Linked DNA regions of Macaca mulatta: region 2 is linked to region 1. Evidence: chromatin contacts called from public Hi-C data. All regions are on one chromosome and are shown on one strand. Each heading gives the region's core, a stretch centred on a gene start, on an enhancer-like site or on the middle of the called end of the contact. The rest is flanking DNA. Distances are from core to core; before and after follow the strand shown.

Region 1 (5,587 bases), core at 669-3,168:
TCAGATGAAGGCTCACAATCTTTGACTTCCCAGCCTCCAGAACTGCGAGCTAAATAGTTTCTTCTGTTTACAAATGATCTAGTTTGTGACATTCTGTTATAACAGCACAAAATGAACTAAGACAAAAAATTGGTACCAAGATTGGAGTTGTTACTATAATAAATACTTGAAAATGTGGAAGTAGCTTTGGAACTGGGTAATGGGTAGAGGCTAAAAAAATTTGGAGCAGCAGGCTAGAAAAGACTAGATTGCTGTAAATGGAGAATGAAGGGTGATTCTGGTGAGGGCTCAGAAGAAGAGGAGAGCTGCAGGGAAGGGTTGAGACTAATTATAGATTACCTAAGTGACCATGATTAGAATATTGGTGGAAATATGGACAGTAAAGGCCAATCTGATGAGGTCTTACATGGAAAAGAGGAATACCTTATTGGAAACTGGAGTAAAGGTCATCCCTATTATGAAATGGCAAAGAACTTGGCTGAGTTGTGTTCATGCCCTAGACTTTACAGAAGGCAGAATTTAAGAGTGATAAGCTAGAGTATCTGATGGAAGAGCTTTTTTCATGTTGTTGTTGTTTTTAAGACAGGATCTTGCTCTGTCACCCATGCTGGAATGCAGTGGTGCGATCATAGCTCATTGCAGCCTCAAACTCCCGGGCTCAAGCAATTCTCCCACCTCGGCCTCCTGAGTAGCTGGGACTACAGATGCACTCCCCCACACAGCTAATTTTTAAATTTTTTGCAGAGACAGGGTCTCATTTTGTTGCCCAGGCTGGTTTTGAACTCCTGAGCTCAACTGAATTCCCTGCCTTGGCTTCTCAAAGTGCAGGCGTTATAGTTGTTAGCCACCACACCCAGCTGGGAAAAATAAATTTCTAAGAAAAATATTTTTAGGATCCGTGTGGCTACTTTTAACCACATACAGTAAGATACAAGACGAAATAAATGACTTAAGATGGAATTCATAATTTAAAAGGAAGGAGAATGGGGCCATGCAAAGCAGCTCACGCCTGTCATCCATGCACTTTGGGAGGCTGAGACAGGCGGATCACTTGAGGTCAGGACTTCAACACCAGGCTGGCCAACATGGTGAAACCCTACCTCTACTAAAAATAAAAAAAATAAGCCAAGCATGGCGGTGCATGCCTGTAATCCCAGCTACTCAGGAGGCTGAGGCAGGAGAATCACTTGAACCCGGGAGGCAGAGATTGCAGTTAGACGAGATCATGCCACTGCACTCCAGCTTGGGTGACACAGCAAGACTTCTTCTCAAAAAAAAAAAAAAAAAAAAAAAAAGAAGAAAGAAAGAAAAGAAAAAAAAAAAAAAGCAGAATGGAAATATTTGAAAAGTTTCAGCCTGGTCATGTAAAAAATGAAAAAGTGTGTTCAAGAGTTCAAGAGAGAACACTAAGGGTGTGGCCAAGTGACCATTTACTGAGGAGTTTAGTACATATAGAATAAAAAAGGAGAGAAAAGGAATTCTCTCTCTCTCTCTCTTTCTCTCTCTCTTTTTCCTGCAGCTGGGATACTCTCCTTGTCCTGCCCTTGGACATCAGAATTTCAGGCTGTCTGATTATGGGACTCCAGGACTTACACCAATGCCCCCAGTTCTCAGACCCTCGGCCTTGGACTGAGTATTACACCATCAGCTTCCCGGGCTGTGAGGATTTTGAACTTGGACTGAGTCACACTACCAGCATCTTAGGGTCTCCAGCTTGCAGATGGCCTGCCATGGGATTTCTCAGTCTTCATAATCATGTGAGCCAATTCCTCTAATAAATCTCCCCATATCGTGCACACACACACACACACACACACACACACACACACACACACGGTTGGTTCTTCTCTCTGGAGAACCCTGACTAATACAGACATGGAAGTACTAAGAGATGTTCCAGGAAATCCCCTGGGTTCCTTACATAGTTCTCTTTGTACTCGTGGTTTAGCAGTAACCTAAGTTCCCCTTTGGTAGTTGGGATCAGTCACCAGCAGTATAGAAACCACTTATTCTACCTGTTAGTTTGTGACATAAGCATCCCAAGATGGTCAGGTTGTGTCCTCATCTTCCAGTGTAGTGGACTGGATACATAGTTATATTTCTGATGGAAACATTTCTCTCTTGAGAACAAAAACTTTCACATCAGCAAATCTCAGAGTTGCCAGGATAGGAAGAAACATTTTATAAGTGGGTTATTTGATACAGTAGTGAAAGGAGCCACTCCCGTTCATAATCCTTGACTCCTAGACTCTTGTTCTGGCTGTGGAGGAGATGGCACTACATCATGGTCTCTGATTCAAAGCATATACTGCATCTTACAAGTCAAAATCCTATCTTTTAATGTGTGGTTTCACATCTGGCACTGATGTGGTCTAAATGTTTATGTCCCGCCAAAATTCATATGTTGAAATCCTTACCCCCAAGGTGATAGTACTTGGAAGTGGGGCCTTTGGGAGGTCAGGAGGGCATAGCCCTCATGAATGGGATTAGCGCCCTTATAAATAAAAAAAGGACTGAGAGAGACCCATCACCCCTTCTGCCATGTGCCGTTAGAGTGAAAAGAAGGCTGTCTATCCAGAAGAGAGATCTCACCAGACACAGAAGTGGATGGCACCTTGATCTTGCATTGCATAGTGACATAATGGTCAATGATGGATGGTCACATATGATTATAGTAGAGTTGAAAAATTCCTATACCTAGTGATAGTACAACACATGATCTTTTCTATGTTTATACAAATACTTACCATTTCAACTGCCAATAGTATTCAGTACAGTAACATGCTGTAAAGGTTTGTAGCCTAGGAGCAATAGGTTATCTCACATGGCCTAGGGGTGTAGGAGGCTATACCATCCAGGTTTGTGTAAGCACAATCTAAGATATTCACAATGACAAAATCACTTAAGAAGACATTTCTTCGAAGGTATTCCTGTTTTTACATGATACATAACTGTAAATTTCTCTTTCTTTCTTTCTTTCTTTCTTTCTTTCTTTCTTTCTTTCTTTCTTTCTTTCTTTCTTTCTTTCCTTTCTTCTTTTTCTTTCTTTCTCTTCCTCCCTCCCTTCCTTCCTTACTTCCCATCTGTCCTTTTCTTTCTTTCTTTCTTTCTTTCTTTCTTTCTTTCTTTCCTTTCTTTCTTTCTTTCTTTCTTTTCTTTCTTTCTTTCTCGTTCTTTCTCTTTCTTTCTTTCTTTCTTTTCCTTTCCTTATTTTTCTTTCTTTCTTCTTTCTTTTTTCTTTCTTTCTTTTTCTTTCTTTCTCTCTTTCTCTTTCTTTCTCTTTCTTCCTTTCTGCCTCTCTCCTTCCTTCCTTCCTTCCTTCCTTCCTTCCTTCCTTCCTTCCTTCCTTCCTTCCTTCCTTCTCTCTTTCCTCTTTTTTGAAGACCGAGTCTGATTCTGCTGCCCAGGGTGCAGTGAAGTGACATGATCATAGCTCATTACAGCCTTGAATTCCTGGGCTCAAGGGATTCATTCACCTCAACCTCCTGAGTAGCTAGGGCTACAGGCACATGCCACCAAGCCCAGCTAATTTTTTAATTTTTTTGTAGAAATGTCTTACTATGTTGCCCAAGCTGATCTTGAACTCCTGGCCTTATGCAATCTTCCCACCTTGGCCTCCCAAAGTGTTGAGATTGTAGGCTTAAGACATCATACCCAGCCGTGACTGTAAATTTCTCTGGTTTATAAACCACCTAGTCCATAGTATTTTGTTATTGGAGCTCAAACAGACTAAGACAGGCAGCATAAATGAGTTTTCAGTAAGCAATTTTGCCTTTAAGATAGGGAAGCCACTTGTAGATGATGGAGTATCCGCATTCTGTAGGCATGAGTTCACTGCTGTATTCTCATTACCATGAAATGAATTTCTTGAGCAGAAGCAGTGCTCTGTGGAATACCATGAGAGTGGACAAGGTATTCTATGAGTCTGTGGAGGTCCTGGCAGAATCATTAGGAGTAGAAAAGGCATCTATAGCCAGAATATGTGTCAATTCTAATAAGAATGAATTTCTGCCCTCTCAGTAATGGAAGAGTTCCAGTATAATCAGCCTGCTACCAGACAGCTGCTAATCATATGGCAATGGTGCCATATCAGGGGTCAGTGTTGGCATCTGCTGTTGGCAGATAAGGTGCTCAGCAATAGTGTCTGCTTGGCTAACCTTGGTTAGGAGCTTCAGGAGAAGCCCACGTTGTTGAGTCCATGTCTAGCCTCCATTCTTGCCATCATGACCACTTTATTCATGTGCCCATTAAGTAAACATTAAGTATCTGGAAAAAGTTTATTTTATTTTATTTTATTTTGGCATCCACATAGTACGTCATTTTGTCCATTTGGTTATTCAGAGCATCCTCAGCTGTGAATGTCCCTTGATGAGCACTCACATGTCTTTGCAGTCTATGTCCTTTCCAAAGGGTACATCAACATACCTATTCCCCATACTTCTTTGTCAACAGTCTTTCAATCTTCTTCCTTCCTTGACCATCCAACCAAATTCTTAGCAACTGCACATAAATCAATGGAAGTACATACTTCTGTCCTCTTGCTCCAGACAAAGTAGATGTATTACTTCCCTAGGGCTGCTGTAACAAATGACCACAAACCAGGTGGCTTAAAGCAACAGAAATGTATTGTCTCATAGTTCTGGAGGTCAGAAGTCTGAAAGCAAAATGTAAGCAGGCCATGCTGTCTCTCAAGCCTCTAGGGGAGAATTGTTCATTCCCTCTTCCTAGCTTCTGGTGGTTGCTGGCACTCCTTGGTGTTCCTTAGCTTGTAGACGTATCACTGCAACCTCTGCCTCCATCCTCACATGGCATTTTCCTTGTATATCTGAGTCCAAATTTCCCTCTTCTTCTTCTTCTTCTTTTTTTTTTTTTCTTTTGAGACGGAGTTTCGGTCTTGTTGCCCAGGCTGGAGTTTAATGGTATGATCTCAGCTCACTGCAACCTCTGCCTCCCAGGTTCAAGCGATTCTCCTGCCTCAGCCTCCCAAGTAGCTGGGATTACAGGCATGTGCCACCACTCCCAGCTAATTTTGTATTTTTAGTAGAGATGGGGTTTCTTTCTCCATGTTGATCAAGCTGGTCTTAAACTCCCAATCTCAGGTGATCTGCCCACCTTGGCCTCCCAAAGTGCTGGGATTACAGGTGTGAACCACTGCTCCAGGCCTTCCCTCTTCTTGTAAGTACATCAGTCATTGAATTAAGGCCCACCCTAAAGCCATATGACTTCATCTTAACTTGATTACATCTGCTGTAACTCTATTTCTGAATAATCACATTCACAGGTTTTGGGTAGACATGGAGGTAGCCTGACGTGAAGAGTCAGAACCTAAAGGGGTTAGGAGGATATCCATTCATGGAAATGGCCCAGCACTGGGTGCTGGAGCCCAAGAAAGGAGAGGAAGTCATCCATACATGGGAGCAACCTGGTGTGGGGAGTCAGAACTGGGGTGGCTGATGGATGGAAGCTGCTTCTGCAGGGGAGCAGCTCAGAGAACACAACAGCACCAATGGCGTGGGAGGGCTTTCACCCACAAGCCTGTGGTAGCCTGGTATTGCATATCAGAATACAATGAGGTGAGGAGGATGTC
Region 2 (5,597 bases), core at 2,400-4,899, 300 kb before region 1:
ATCCCAGGATTAAAGATAAAGACTTAAAATGCAAAGGTTGACCGGCACGGTGGCTCACGCTTGTAATCCCGGCCATTTGGGAGGCCGAAACCCAGCTACTCAGGAGGCTGAAGCAGGAGAATCACTTGAACCTGGGAGGCGGAGGTTGCAGTGAGCCAAGATCGCGCCATTGCACTCCAGCCTGGGTAACAAGGTGAGACTCCGTCTCAAATTAAAAAAAAAAAAAAAAAAGCAAATGTTGATTGGGGTTAAAATATTGCAATTTTTTCTGACTAAAGTACAGTCATAGAATGAACAAACAGATATCAGATCCTTTCCAGTTTTAATTTATGGGACTTTGAGGGAAGGGAAGGAATTTCTTAGATCCATACTTATTATAGGCTAGTCTTGCTTATTCTCAAATGGAGCTAGGGAGGAATGGGTAAAAGCTAAGAAGATATTTTTCTGATTTAGGAAATGTGTGTTTTGTTTCCGTTGAGGTATATCCTGTTCTGTAAGATACTGTATATATTTTTTAAATAATTATTTGAGAGCATCGTTATAGATATATCACTTTTTAGGGAAAGATGTACCCCCCCCCCGCCCCAGTTTATAGCTATTTGGTTTAAAAATTTCATTTAATTTTCAGAATTTTTGCCAGACTCCTCTACCCCAACAAAAAGCTCTAGATTGGGTGTACCTTAGGTGCTCCCCAAACCCCTGGCCACCCCATGCATGCCTTTTCATTATTCACTGTTTAATTCTCTGTCTGCCAGTCTGGATCCTAAGTCTCCATGACAGCAGGAACTATTCAGTTTTGTTTACTGCATATTTCCCAGTTCCTAGCTCAGTGTCTGGTGCTCAAAAAACATTCTTCAATAAATAGATGATACTATTGAAATAATATGTATATTTCTTTGATTTGTTAGTAACTACAAGTAGTTTATTGTGTGTCAATTAGCAGAAGAAAAAGAGCCATTCTGCTTTTTTATATGCATTTTTAGGAGTTACCGTGATCTTATTACAAGTGGCTGGGAGTGGTGGCTTACACCTGTAATCCCAGCACTTTGGGAGGCCAAGAAAGGCAGATCCCTTGAGCCCAGGAGTTTGAGAACCAGCCTGGGCAACATGGAGAAACCCCATCTCTACAAAAAAAAAAAAAAAAAACAAAAAACAAAAAATTAGCCAGGTGTGGTGGTGTGGGCCCGTAATCCCAGCTACTTGGGAGGCTGAGGCGGGAGAATCACCTGAGCTGGGGAAATCAAGACTGCAGTGAGCCATGATTGTGCTACTCACTGCGCTCTAGCCTGAGCAACACGGTGAGACTCTGTCTCAAAAGTAAAATAAAATAAAAACTTTGGCTATAAAAAATAAAATTTCTATTAACATGGTCTTATTAAATACATATTGTAGGCCGGGCGTGGTGGCTCATGCCTGTAATCCCAGCACTTTGGGAGGCCAAGGTGAGCGGATCACTTGAGGTCAGGTGTTCGAGACCAGCCTGGCCAACATGGTAAAACCCCCTCTCTACTAAAAATGCAAAAATTAGCCAGGCATGGTGGCAGGCGCCTGTAATCCCAGCTACTGCAGAGACTGAGGCAGGAGAATCACTTGAACCTGGGAGGTGGAGGTTGCAGTGAGCTGAGAGCATGCCACTGCACTCCAGCCTGGGCACCAAGAGAAAAACTCCGCCTCAAAAAACTAAAATAAATAAATAAATAAGTAAAATACATATTGGATTTTGTGTTTAATAAAGGGAATAAAGGGAAGCTTTCCCTTTTCCCTTGGAAGGTTCACTGAAAAATCAACTGTCAAATGGCAGATTAATAGGAAAAAAGACATACAAAATTTATTTTAACGTGCATAACACAGGGAGATTTCAGGAGAATGATTACCCAATAACTCAATGGGATAGAGACGTTTATATACTCTTCTTTACAGGGGAAAGGGAGATTGGCGAAATGTGGCAACTTAAGGTATAGTAAAGGACTTTTAGGGGAAAATGAGGAACATACAATGGCCTGGGAAAAAGTATGTTGGGCCCATAGAGCAGACAATAGTTTGTGACAAAAGTCTGTCCAAGAGTGTTGACAGACTTCAGTCTTTCTTCCTCCACTATGAGTTAAGTAAATGAAAACTCAGATAAGGCAATTATATTTGTGTTCCTCTTTGGCAGGTCTGGTTTCTAGGCAGATAAGAGAAATTCAGAGGACTTCATTTGGTGCTTTGGGAGAGACAAAGAATTGAGAGGCAGGAAGGGTAGTGGGGAAGGTAAAAGAGACCGTGAAGCTGCTTCCTCAGTTCAGTGCGGCAAAGCACCATATTTGGTTTCTGAGCCCCAACAATTTTTACATCACCTTCCAGATACACTTTATGACTTTTCTTCACTGCATACTTCTTTAAAACTCATCTTACTCTATTTTTCTAAAGGTATTTGCATTAAATGTGCAAAATACTAATGCTCTAAAGAGGAATATTTTGAAATATTAAGAATTATTTATATTTCAATGTAAATAAAGTGATTTTTTTCCAGAAATAAAATTTCAAATTCAAATAGTTGTTTTGGGTGTTTACAGAAGATGCATATATATATACAGATATGTATGTTCATTTCTATTAAAATCAATGTGCTAATGTTCATATGTGTTAATAAAGGTCCTAGGATTAAATTTATTCTGAAATAGACTCCTAAGATTGTGAAAGTTTAGTCTGGCAAAAGACACATTTAGGGGAATATCATTCTTTAAAAAACTTTTGTTTTCTTTTACTGTCTCTTGATCTCCCGCCTCACGCATTCCACTTTATTGACACTATAGAAAAATTGATTCACAGCATTTTTACTTGCACTGTTTTATTTTATTTTTTATTTTGACTCACTTTTGCTCTGTCGCCAGGCTGGAGTGCAAGAGGCACAATCTCAGCTCACTGCAACCTCCTACTCCCGGGTTCAAGCAATTCTCCTGCCTCAGCCTTGCGAATAGCTGGGATTACAGGCACGCACCACCACGCTCAGCTAATTTTTGTATTTTTAGTAGAGACGGGGTTTCTCCATATTGGCCAGGATGGTCTCGATCTCTTGACCTCGTGATCCGCCCGTCTCGGCCTCCCAAAGTGCTGGGATTACAGGCGTGAAGCCACCGCGCACTTCCACTGCTTTTTAGCAGCGAGCTCTCAGGTCAATTAACTGCTTTCTTAGGTTTACAAACTGTGGGTGTGTATTTGTAAACACAAGTTGTTTTATATATCAGCACGTGGTGAAAGTGACACAGGAATAAACGCAAACTTTTTTTCCCCTTCTTTTTTCAGAGACATAAATCCCAGGAACACTCACAACCGCAGAAGGGGATTTGGTGGACATAAAAAGAAACTAAATTTTGTACTGCCACAGAAGTGAAGCATGGATAAGCTCAAAGGTATTCATGCAGTGTTTTATTTCAAGATTTGTTATGGGGACGTCCGCCACGCCCTGGTCCGCCTTCACCAGGCCGGGCAACACCGCCCAGTCCCTGAGACCCGGGAGACGCGGGGGCGAGGTCGTGGGGTGGACTCCGGGAGGAGGTTACGAGAACCACACTTCCCAGAGTGCAGTGCGCAGCCCCGCGCAGCCTGCCCCGCCCAGCCCGCCCCGCCCCCGGAGGCCGCCACTCGCGGGGGCTGAGGTGAGAAGACGCCAAGCGCCCGCCAGGGCTCTGCGGGGCAGTGCAGGAGAGCGCGCCTCCGCCAGGTGCTGGCGCAGGGCTGGTGAGGTGCCGCTGAGGGCGGCCGGGGCTCCGGGAGCCGGGTAACGTGGCTGCAACCTTAGCGACACCAGGAAGAATAGAGCGGAGGGTCGAAAGATCGAGGTAACGGGACGCTTGTCTCCCCTCAGTCCCCTCTTCCTTTGTGCGGTGCCGTCCGCTCGCGCGGAGCCCTCCCTCACCCCAGCCCCGAAGTCGCAACACCGTCTGGTCTCGGATCTCTGGCGTGCGAAGGAAATTCGAGCCCTCGTGCACCAACCGAAACTCCACAGCTGAGAGGGCTTGGGGCCTGACAGCAAGAGCTCCAGCCCCGGAGCTCCCTTGCACGGCTTCTGTCGCCCCCATTGGCCGCAGGAGCAGGATTTTGCTCCCGGCTCCCGGAGGGGAGCCCCAGCCTCTGGCTCCGTCAGCCTCGCCGGCGCCTCCTTGGCTCCCTCGTCCCGGTCTTTCGAAGAGGGACCCAGGCAGGAGCTTAGCGGGGTCCAGGGAGAGGGCAGGCACTGTGCGGCTGGCGCGGGTTCGGGGCCCCGGGAGGGCGGCCGGAAGCCCCCTGGAGCCGCTGCCTGCGGGGGCGGGGCGAGTGAGCCACCTCCGGCCCACGCCGCGCGGGGACGAGGCGAGGAAGGCACTGCCTCTCCCCACTCGGGGGGCTTGCTGGCCGCGCTGGAGGTGCCTGCCCAGGCGCGGCGGTGTGGACTTTGTGGAGAGTGCCTCCTGGTGTGGAACCAGGAACCGCAGCCTCTTTCTAGACGCGCAGCCGCCGGATGGAGTTGTTACCGACACGATGACAGCTCTTTACGCCTTCCACTCCGTGCTGGCCTCAGTTGTCTTGCTGGTTTCTTCAGAGAGCGATTTGACTACATAGCTTGAATTTTCTACGTGCCTCGTGCTTTACTGGACTTGCACTGTTTTTCCCTCTTGACAATGTTTAATCGGGTGACTTTTCGTAGAAAACGTTCAGTGTTTTCATCTGTGTTCATGGCTAACTTTATTTTTGACTCTTTGCCCTAAGCTAATGTCACTAGTTTAGAGGGATGCTTTGGGAAAAGGTCCTTAGAACCTGGGTTGACATAAGTATTTTATCTGCTGGTTGCACGTTTTTTCCTTTGCATTGTTTTTCTCCCGTACAAGATGGTAATTGTTGGACTCTCGGTGTTCTTTATCCTCTCTCTAGAAGGAAATCCTCTTCCCGCATCTTTCTCATGTTCTGGCCCTGCGGTACTCTTGGGTACGCAGAGGACTGCTGCTAACACTGCTGGCACCTGGAAAGCTGCTTGGAGATGGCGGTGGCATTAAGCTGCTGCTTTTCCTCAGACTTCCTCCTGGCACCCTCCTTAATTTGTCAAACTGACCCAGTTCAAACTTCAAACTTTTAGTCACTTTATTTATTTAGTCACTTTTTTAAAAAATTGCTTTCAAGATGCCAGATTGCCTAAGCCTAAATATAAAAAGAAGTGTCTCAGGGGCCGGGTGCAGTGACTCACGCCTGTAATCTCAGCACTTTGGGAGGCTGAGGCGGGGGGATCACTTGAGGTCAGGATTTTCGAGACCAGTCTGGCCAACATGGTAAAACCCCGTCTCTATTAAAAATACAAAAGTTAGCCGAGCATGGTGGCACATGCCTGTAGTCTCAGCTACTCGGGAGGCTAAGACAGGAGAATGGCTTGAACCCGGGAGACAGGTTGGAGTGAGCCGAGATCATGCCACTGCACTCCAGCCTGGGTGACAGAGTGAGACTCCATCTCAAAAAAAGAAAAAAACGTCTCAGGATACTCTATTCAACTGCATATGAGCACTTAGCTTAATCCTTTTAATTTTTAAAGCTGCCAATTCTTTTAGCGTTTGATAAGATTACTGATAATTGGTTAAGATTATATATTC

Evidence for each region. Hi-C and Micro-C count contacts between places; a contact is called where the count stands out from the background.
Region 2: a contact with region 1 is called in a Hi-C map of fibroblasts, with 2.3 times the contacts expected there. The contact joins the promoter of KLHL8 here to the enhancer-like site in region 1. A contact is called at or near these places in 5 of 14 Hi-C or Micro-C datasets (blood, fetal cortex germinal zone, fetal cortical plate and 2 more).

What each region holds. Positions count from the first base shown.
Region 1 is chr5:96,238,997-96,244,583 of T2T-MMU8v2.0, reverse strand. No RefSeq gene overlaps it. Among named protein-coding and RNA genes, the nearest start is that of AFF1, 18 kb to the left of the region's middle. Within about 2 kb of position 1,918, at least 2 of the 40 cell types and tissues checked have an H3K27ac peak or open chromatin away from gene starts, as enhancers often do.
Region 2 is chr5:96,541,040-96,546,636 of T2T-MMU8v2.0, reverse strand. It overlaps KLHL8 (kelch like family member 8), which reads left to right and starts at 3,649. Exons shown (of 10, transcript XM_015138765.3): 1 at 3,649-3,821.